3 separate regions of the Mus musculus genome follow, and all the other regions are linked to region 1. A link is a contact called in public Micro-C and promoter capture Hi-C data. All regions are on one chromosome and are shown on one strand. The core of a region is the stretch at or near the end of the contact, and the rest is flanking DNA. Distances in the headings are between cores, read along the strand shown.

What was found. Promoter capture Hi-C pulls out the DNA fragments that hold promoters and counts their contacts. A called contact is a pair of places that touch in the nucleus more often than the background predicts.
Region 2: a contact with region 1 is called in a Micro-C map of the G1E-ER4 cell line. The contact joins the promoter of 5033406O09Rik here to the promoter of Tnfaip2 in region 1. A contact is called at or near these places in 2 of 484 Hi-C or Micro-C datasets (the G1E-ER4 cell line and the HL-1 cell line) and 1 of 115 datasets of contacts at active chromatin or transcription factors (pancreatic cancer cells).
Region 3: a contact with region 1 is called in a promoter capture Hi-C map of liver, with 3 times the contacts expected there. The contact joins the promoter of Ppp1r13b here to the promoter of Tnfaip2 in region 1. A contact is called at or near these places in 2 of 39 promoter capture datasets (both in liver).

Annotation. Positions count from the first base shown.
Region 1 is chr12:111,441,237-111,444,261 of GRCm38.p6, forward strand. It overlaps Tnfaip2 (tumor necrosis factor, alpha-induced protein 2), which reads left to right and starts at 1,425. Exons shown (of 12, transcript NM_009396.2): 1 at 1,425-1,447.
Region 2 is chr12:111,942,990-111,946,014 of GRCm38.p6, forward strand. 5033406O09Rik (RIKEN cDNA 5033406O09 gene) reads right to left here and starts at 1,493. Exons shown (of 3, transcript NR_029464.2): 1 at 1,168-1,493; 2 at 896-1,077; 3 at 1-222. It overlaps Gm36757 (a long non-coding RNA gene), which reads left to right and starts at 2,969. Exons shown (of 3, transcript XR_003950158.1): 1 at 2,969-3,025.
Region 3 is chr12:111,906,513-111,909,537 of GRCm38.p6, forward strand. Ppp1r13b (protein phosphatase 1, regulatory subunit 13B) reads right to left here and starts at 1,543. Exons shown (of 17, transcript NM_011625.1): 1 at 1,350-1,543. The coding sequence starts at 1,358.

The DNA.
Region 1 (3,025 bases), core at 175-2,674:
AATAGAGCGGAGGCTGGATACTCTGGGGAGGTCATACGATGTGTCGAGAGGCCGCTAGGAGGTAGAAGGCTGGAAGTAGAAGGCCTGGGTTCTCATCCTCTTTCTATATTTGGATGGGATTGTGGGTACAGTCCTAGGGTCTTTGTCTTCCCTTGTGGAGCAGAGGCAACACCCAGCTTGGACCCTGGAGGCTCAATAGAAATATCACCCATTAGGACCTCAGGGAGAAGAGGAAGCGTGCGGTTTGAGTTTTGAGACAGGCTCTCATTGCGTAGCCCTGGCTACCTGGAACTTGCTCTGTAGACCAGGATGGCCTCAAACTCAGAGATCTGTCTGCTCTGCCTCCCAAGTGCTGAGATTGAATGTGTGCACCACTCCCGCCCGGCAGCCTTCTGTTCTTGCCTCCTACAACCTACCATGGTATAGGATGGAGGAGAGTCTTCTTAAACCTGGCACTTGGCCACTGCTCCCCAGGAGGAAGAGGAAGTTCTGGGTTTCCAGGGACAACCCCTTAACATAACCCACCCACTCAGCTGCCCTTCCCTCTTTCCTCAAAGCTCTGTGCTTAGACAGGCAGGGAAAGAAGAGAGGGCCCAAACAAAAGATGGGGAGGAGCCGAGCTCCAAGTAGAGGCAAAAAAGAAGCTGGTGTCTAGCAGGGAAATTCCTGAGTGAGCCCATCTTCCAGAGGGCAGAAATTCCCCTTTCTACACTAGCCTACAACCCCACCTTCCCCAAGGTGGGAAGACCCCCGAGAAAAGACCCCCGAGAAAAGGCCCGCAGAAGGGAGTGCTGAGGATCACCCCCAGCCCCATCCTGGAAAATCTTGTCACTGGGAGCCCTGGAGAAGGAGGCTCAGGTGAGGGCTGTCTGTCATTTCTGTGTAACCTCAGGATAATGATGAAGATGGGCCCCATCACTCAAGGCTTGGTGATGAGAGGTTTTGAGAGGTCCCACTACCAGTCGTGTGCCCAGCTGCCTTAGGACACCTCCTCCGGGAAGCTTTCCTTCCAGACTTTCAAGGACACAGGGGTGCTCAGAGCGGTAACAACACTTGGCAGAGGCGTTGAGATGGAAGAGGGCACTCCCCAGACCTAAGTAGGTGCTGACTGTGTGACGCGGGACAGAGGCTTTGTGCGTGCGCCCCTGCTAGGTAGCCAATCAGAGACCGTGGTGCGACAACAGCTCTCCGCTAAGCGGAACTCGTGGCTCCCTGTGCACGCACATCAAGACCACTCTTTCCAGGCTATTGGGAACAGCAAAGTGACCCCGCCCCTCTCTCTACCGGCCCGGCCCCGCCCCCAACACTGGACTCGCCGGGCCGAGGCGTCCGCCAGCGGATTTTCCGCGGTTGCGGTTGGTGGAGCAGGCAGAGTCTGGGCGGAGCCTGCGACTATTTTAGGAGGGCCCCTCCAGGGTCGGGACTAAGGCGTCCTGTCCTGGACACAGTAAGTGACCTCTGCCGCTGTGCCTCTGTCCCTGCCGCTCTACGTAGCTTCCCTTCCAGTCCTGACACAGAGTGTCGGACAGGATTCGCCGGGGGAATGGCCCTGAGTGGCCAAGGGGACGCGGGCGGGATATTTCGAGGTCCCTTGACCTCCAGCATACGCACTGCTAGGGACTTACAGGCGTTACTCTGAGCCCCTCACACCAGGGTCCGGAATCCCCGCGCGCAGCGAAAGTTTCTTAAGTGTTGTAGGGACTGGGACAAAAGTGAGGGAGTCTCGGGTTTACAAAAGGAAGGTCCCAGCACCCGCGGGACTCCCTGTCCGGATGATCTCTTGTGGGGCAAGAGTCAGTAAGTTAGTTGCAAGATCAGTGAGGTTCTCTGTGGTGTCTAGAATTGAGGGAGGTGACACCATCCAGCCACCAGATGCAGCCCTCCCATGTGTCTCTGAGACCCCTTCGTGCCTCTGCGGGCCCGGCTTGGTGATGCTTTAAACAGCATCTCATTACTCCTGCTGCCTTTCCCCTCTGCAGTCAGGGATACAGGGGAACTTGCTTTCTAAGGCCCACCCAGTGCCAGGCTTCTGATTTTGCCACATCCTCTGAGCAGCACTGAGAAAGGAGTGAGGGGAGGGCTCGTTCTCATTTTACAAACGGGAAAACCGAGACATACTGAGGAAGAATGTTGTTTAGCCCTAATCCTGGTGAGAAGTGTAGCTGAGCCCGCAGATGCTCCTCCCTTTTATACCAATAGCCTCTGACACTGAAGGGCAACTGGGGCCAGACATTCAGGTCAGCAGCTCCATCAGCCAGGCCAGCCCTTATGGGTGTTTGCCATGCGAGTGGGATAGGTTGGCACAGGCTTTAAAAACTGCCTGGCCCTATCTCAGGCCTCATGAGGTTAACGAGAGAGAGGGCTCTCTCTGCTCAGGGCACCTGGTGAGGATGATAAGAGCTGGGGTAGAGGAGCCCAGGCTTTCTGTCCAATCAGGGTGCTTTACCCATGCCCCAGTTATGAGATAAGCCCCTCAGGAATCTATCCCGAACCTGGGCAGTTGAGCTGGTGGAGGCGGAGATGGTGTGGGAAAGGGCCCTTAAAGTGTGTTGTGTTTGGGCAAGCACCTCCCCTCCGCAGTTTCCGGGGTTCTCCTTCGTGATGGTGGGTCTTCCCACTTGCCTTACCGGGAGCTGTTCCTGGATCACGCCAGGTCATTTTGAAGAAATGAAGCTACAGCTTGGGGTTTTTATCCTTGAAGGATGGGGCAGGGAAGCCACCTCCTGGTAATGGGTCACACCGTTTACCAGAAAGGCCCTCCTCCTGCCTGCTCCCTCCCTCCAGGCTAGCCCTGCTTCCTCGGGTGGTCTTCCTTGCTCTGACAATCCACACACACAGTCAGGGATGTGGAGGCCTGAGAAAAGCCAGTCCTTTGAGGGAGATGTTCTCTGGCCTCCAAGCTCAAGCTAGTGACCACAAGATTATTTTAAGCTAAATAACATACTTGCTGGGGAGAGATGGGATGGGATGGGCACCCGGGAAGGGAGGGGAAACAGAAGGCCTTGGGAAATTGCATCACCCCATT
Region 2 (3,025 bases), core at 243-2,742, 500 kb after region 1:
GGGGACTCAGAGGATTCTGGTCTGCCTTTCTGCTCAACCCTGACAAGCAGTGGTGCCCCAAGGCTACCCTGCAAGCAAGATGACCCGCTCTGGGACCACGAAGGAATCACACACGCGGGCTCTGTTCTGAGAAAGGGACAGGTTTAGATGAGAAACAAGAGCACTGCGCTGCTGCCTCTGGCATCTCGGAAAAACTCCAGGCTTCATGACAACAGCTTGTACCTAGAACCGAAAAAGAAGCCAGAAGCGTGCATGAGCAACAGGAATTCCAGTCAGTCTGAGCAGCTCTGGACTCCCCACCACAGGAGGCTGGGCCTGCACATTCCTGTAGCCATCTTCATCACTGCTGAGCCCCCTTCCCTCTGCTCTGGGCCGCATGGACCGTCCAGACTGGGCACCATGGCGATTCATGAGGATGGCCAGCCGTCTGTCCATCCCAGACTAAAGGCCCAAAACTGGCCCTGCAAGGCAGACCTGGGTTTTGAGAGCCTGAGCCCTCTGGCTGTGCCTCCTAAGCCCCTCTGTCCCTGTAGGGCCTGCCTTGTGGAAGCACAAAGAATTAGCTTTCGAAGCAGCAGGTCAGGAAAAGCAGGGTCTAACTGATATTCTAATTAGGGCGGCTTGAGCCTCCTCCACCCCATGACAGTGCGAGCTCGGCCTGCTGGGGACAGAGAGCGCAATGACAGCTCTGGTCTCCTCCTGCCTGATTTTGCTGGAGGCATCTTTCCTCCCTTCTGTTCATCAATTGTTTCTTTTTGGCCAGCATGGTGGGGGATGGGGCTCATGGACACTGTGGCTACGGTGGCACCTGTGTTCTCTCCCCAAGCCTAAGCCATATTGCCCTCCTGCTCCAACAGAGACCCAGCTTTCCTTCCTCTGGCCTTGGCCTGCCTACCTGGAAAGGCACTGGGTTGGCTTCCATTCAGGCTGATTCCTCATTAAACAGACACGCCCCTTGAAAGTTCCGTTTTCCTGGTCACTCATTAGGAAACCCAGTTCCTGGCCTACCTTCACGAGAGAATGGGGAGCCGAGCTGTGCAGACTGTGGAGGCCCCACTCTGCAGAAAGAAGGTCTCCCTAGGAGACAGCAACAGATGCCACAGACTGGCCCTGGCCATGCTCATCCCGCTTTCAGGGACCCACGAGTCCCTCCTCCCCCAGCCCTACCTAGATGAGGATACAGGAGAGCCAGGCTCAGTGATGACTCCGGGAGCAGAAGGAAGTCCTGAGTCACCCTGGCCGGGAGCAGGAAGTGGTTATCACCAGAACCAGCACTCCCAAAGCCCAGGAAGCCAGAGTGTGACGTCACAGCGGTGATGTCACCAGCCAGCAGGGATAGGAAGCATCTGCCAGGTCCCCAGCAGCCAGCCCTGTGCTTCTCCGTTCATCCTCTGTCCCTCTGTCCACCATGCGTGCTGCGGTCTACCCTGAGCACCGTGGCTGGCTGGGAATAGCTGAGTGAGGGCCTTGTCTAGTCTAGTAGGACACAGTGTGTGGTTCAGAGCTGGCAGGCGGGGCCTGGGCGGCTAGGGGGCGGGGCCGTGCCTGGGACCGCCCTCAGGAAAGGCCTCACTGAGCAGTTGGTGGTGTCTGCTTTGGGGCTTTGTGGGGTTCTGGGCCAGTTAAAACTTCCCTTCCTGGTGGAGGCAGTTTCACACAGCCTCCGTGTGGATGGACTCTGGCTATTTACAGGGCTGTAGGAAGAGGCTGAGTCACCAGGTAGCCTCCCTGGAGGCCCATGAGACTGGTCACCAAGGTCACAACCCTTGTGAGGCTGGTAGCCTGGAGCCTCTGGACCCTGACCCGAATGGGAGTTCAACTCTGCCCTGATAAGATATCATCTGCAGCCCGCTGGGCTTGGGGACTGTCACTTTATTGGTTTTGAAGTGCCTTGTTATTTTTTTGGTTATAGAGGTGATGTGGCCGAGTGATAAAGTCCTTTAGGCACCAGTGTGTGTGGGCGATGTTGTTGTTGGTGCCACCTCATGATGGGATGACTTGCCCAATCATAATTTACTAAAATCACAGCTCAACTAAGACCCTGGTAGAGAGAAATGCCATGAACCCCAGTCCTTCCCCACCTGAAGACCATCCACGACACACTTCTGGGGAGCCTCGCTCGGTGTGAACTGTAGGGTAGGTCTGGGTAAGAGCTGGACAAGAGAGCTGCTGACCCAGCCGGCCTGCCCTCCCCCCACCCCACCCCCAGCTGCTGTGACCACCCGGCATGCTGCTTATCTTGTTTCCCCAGATGCTTCCTGTGTGGGATGTAGGGGTGGGAGTGAGGGCCAGGCACTCTTCCAGGTCGCTCTGGAGACCTGATGTATCCCAAAGCTGAATGAACCCTGGGGGGAAGACTCCTGATGGCTTGCACGTGGGCCTTGAGGGAGAGACTGAGGGGGCACTCAGTCCCTGCATACCGTCCTTGGATGGGGTCCTCACCCACTGCGAGGCTGTAGGAGGCTGCCCCTGCCAGAAGTAAAGGCTAAGCCCGCTTCCCGTGCTGTCCTTGATATGCCCCAGCCATGGAAGCAGGTCAGGCCTCGGGGCAGCCCTCATACCAAGCTCCACTAAGTGGCACCCCTAGCTACTCCTCTTCAGCCCAGAGGGCATCCTCCTCTTCCTCCTCACTTCTCTGAACACAGAGGAGCATGCAGGCACAGAGCAGGGTGCAATAGCGACATGTCTGAGAACTCCACGGAAAGGTGCCCGCGGACACTGCCAGGCTTTCACCAGGTCCCCCTCCCTCATATCCCCTGGAACTTGTTTGCTCAACTCTGGTTCTCATCTGGGAACCTGGCTTCCCAAGGAACTTTGAGACCAGAGCCACCTCCATTGTATGTGTGATGGGGTTGGGCGGGAAGGGGGGGTGGGAAAGAATGCCTAACTAGTTACAAACCTTCCACATTCACAAAAGCTTACAGTTCATAATGGAATCTTTTCTGGCCCACAGCCCTGCAAAGCCCCAAAGCAGACACCACCAACTGCTCAGTGAGGCCTTTCCTGAGGGCGGTCCCAGGCACGG
Region 3 (3,025 bases), core at 293-2,792, 470 kb after region 1:
TAGAATCTCAAACTGAAACCCCAAAGCTATATTTAAAATGTGGTATGGCATTCTGCTCAACAATTCTGAAAAGCGTCCTGACTGATCTTCATGATGGTACTTCAAATACTGATATGTTCTTATCCCTATTTTAGAGGGAATTCAGTCTCAACTCTGTCAAGGACACAATATGAAGAGGTACCAGAACAATTATTTGACCCCAGCTCTTCTGACGCCCACTTAGTGCTCTTTCCATTACAAGGCAATCGTTTAAAAACATGCTTAGCATTCAACAAGCCTAACACCAAAGGATTTAAGGATCAAGTAGGTTAAATCTTAAAACTCCACCAACACCAGGGGTTGGAATCAGTTCAAAAGGAGGGAGAAGAGATTATCAAGAAACAGGAAATTATTTGAAGGGGTGGTGGTTTGTAAACTAATGAGCTTGGGTGCAGCATAGCAGAACGACAGTATTCAAGTAAAAATGCAGAGACATATTTCCCCTCTGAAACGTGATCTTTCCACGTAGGCTTCAATTTTTTTTTTCTGTGGATCTGGGATATATAAACTCAGTGATAGAAACACTGGCCTAGTCCTGCAAAGCCCAGGTTTGACCCCCAGCACTTCTAAAACAAGCGAACAAAAAAAAAAAAATAGATTGTGTGTTATTTTATTAGTCTGAGATTTTTTTACTCAATAGACACTCTAAAAACAACACGCCCAACTGGGTACAATCTATGTCACGTTTTTTCCCATTAATTACGACGTATACACTTCACAAAAAGCCTATTTAAAAAAGGAGAGAATTCAGCATCCACTGCTGCTTGTACCGCACGCAGGTAAAGGAAAAGGCAAAGAAGGTGGCAACCCCCAAAACGAAGGTCTTCCTGGCCAAAAGCATCCTTAAGAGCAGGACAAAGGCTCGAGTGACACACAACCGGCTCAACCTTAAGGACATAGGGACATCACGCCAGGTGGAGCAAATGTACCCACGGAGAAGCCTCGGCAAGGGGATTCCTAAGATGGCTCTCTGAATCCACGCACGGCATGCGTTCCTCCCAGTGCAGGGGAAACACATATTCCGAGCGTGCGAACACCGCACCCGGGTGCCCTCGCCGAGGAAATCGAGGCACCGGTCGCTGGCCGGGAGGGGCCGTACACGCCGCAGCCCCGCGCAGCCCGCAGCCCTGCGGAGGCCGCTCGCCCTGTCGGCGACCCCGCCCACGCTCGCTCTCTCGCCCGCCCGCTGACAGCCGCCGCCCCCACCTGCCCCTGCGCTCGCTCGCCCTGCACGCCCGCCCGCCGCTTCCTCCCTGCCGGGCCCGCCTCGCGCGGGGGCCGGGGAACGAGGCGCCGCCGCCCGCACCCACCGGCATCATCGCGGCGCCGTCCGCCGCGCCCGCGCCGCCTGACAGGACGCCGCTCCGGCCGCCTCACAGGCCTCGCACCCGCTGCGGCGCCCTGCGGCCCGGCTGCGGCGAGGCGGCAGCTGCGGAGAGCCGCGCAGCCCTCGCTCGTCCTGTCGCGCCGCCCCGCGTGCCGCGTCGCCGTCCCTCAGCCGCCGCCACCGCCTCTGCCGAAGCCGGCCGCCTTCCGCCACCCACTCGGCTCACCCCGCAGGCTGCGGAGGCCCCGCCCCACGCGTCGCTCCCCCACCCGCCTACGCCACCTATGATTGGTCCGGTGGGGGTAGGCGGGATAAGAGGGCGGGGCTTCTCCGCCGCGGCCAGGTGAGAGCGCGCTCGTGCGCGTCTGCGCTCTCGGCGGCGGGGGAGGGGCGCGCTGCGGACGCCGACCCCGCCCCTCCTCCTGCATACCAGCAAAGGGGGCGTTGGGGCGCCCAGGGACCTCCGAACCTTGTGTCTGCGAGACTTCGGCTCAGGGTCACCTCGGACGAATAGGAAGCAAAGGACAGAGAGGAAAGGGCGGCTGGGTCCGGCCCACAGTCGCGACCGGTGGAGACTCGAACCTCTCAGGTCCGAGAGGCCAGTGGCGAGCTGGCCACAGACCAACTCTGACCGTAACATATACCCTAGGTGTCCAGCGCTATGCGAGGCTACAGGCCGGATCCTATCAGGCGGGCACAGGGTGTCCCCGATGTGTCTGCATCAGCCGATTGCATACCGCTCAGTGTCCCGGGCCCCAGAGACCTGGGACTCTGCCCCCGCTTCCACCGCGGGCTGAGCCATTGAAGCCTTCCTGGACAGGACATACAGGCTCTCAGCCTCAGCCCTTCACACGATCCATCCCAAGACCGAAGGACCCATCCCCACCTGTGTCAGTATCCTTGGAGATCCAGCTGGAACGTCCCAGGGCAGAGTCCAATCTGTACCTTCAGGGTCCAGGTCTGTCCTTAGAATGCTGTCTCCTGTGTCATTTTTCCCTCCAACTAGGGAGCCTGAGTGACAGAGGGTAGAGCAGGCCCCAGAGCAGACCCTCAGCAGAGGCTGCCGGGTGGGCAGGCACCCTTTCTGAGTACTCCACATTGTGCCATTTGCCTGAACTCTGACAGATGAGACACAACGGCTGATGAGCTGCACCGGGCTTAAACTTCCATGAGATTCCAGAAACATGAAGACAGCTGGATGACCCCAAACACAGAAAGGGTAGATCACCTTGGGAAGTACCCAACCCCTGGAGAGGGCAGCAGATGTTGATCAGGGGCAGTTTATAGCCTGTCTGGTTCTCTGAGTGGCGGGAGGCTGCTGCTAAGTCGGGGCAGAGAGAGGGAGGAGGCCAGAGTTACACCAGCCCCCTTATGGGCAGCCACACCTGAGCTTAAGAGGCCATGGGGGTTAGTGATTGAGAGCGTGGACTTTCCAGTTGAACAGACTTGGTTCCACACCACTGCTGACACACCCTCGCTGTGTGATCTTCAGCGAGCTCATATCTGTCATAGGATGTGGTAGGATAATAGTACCTCTCTCTCAGGTGTGATGTATGAATACTTCGAGCAGTTTGTGACACGTGCCAGCTGCCCTGTGAATTCTGTAGTTACGTTATCGTTAGCAAGCAGGTTTGGTGTAAAAATGTCCCTAGGGTTTTA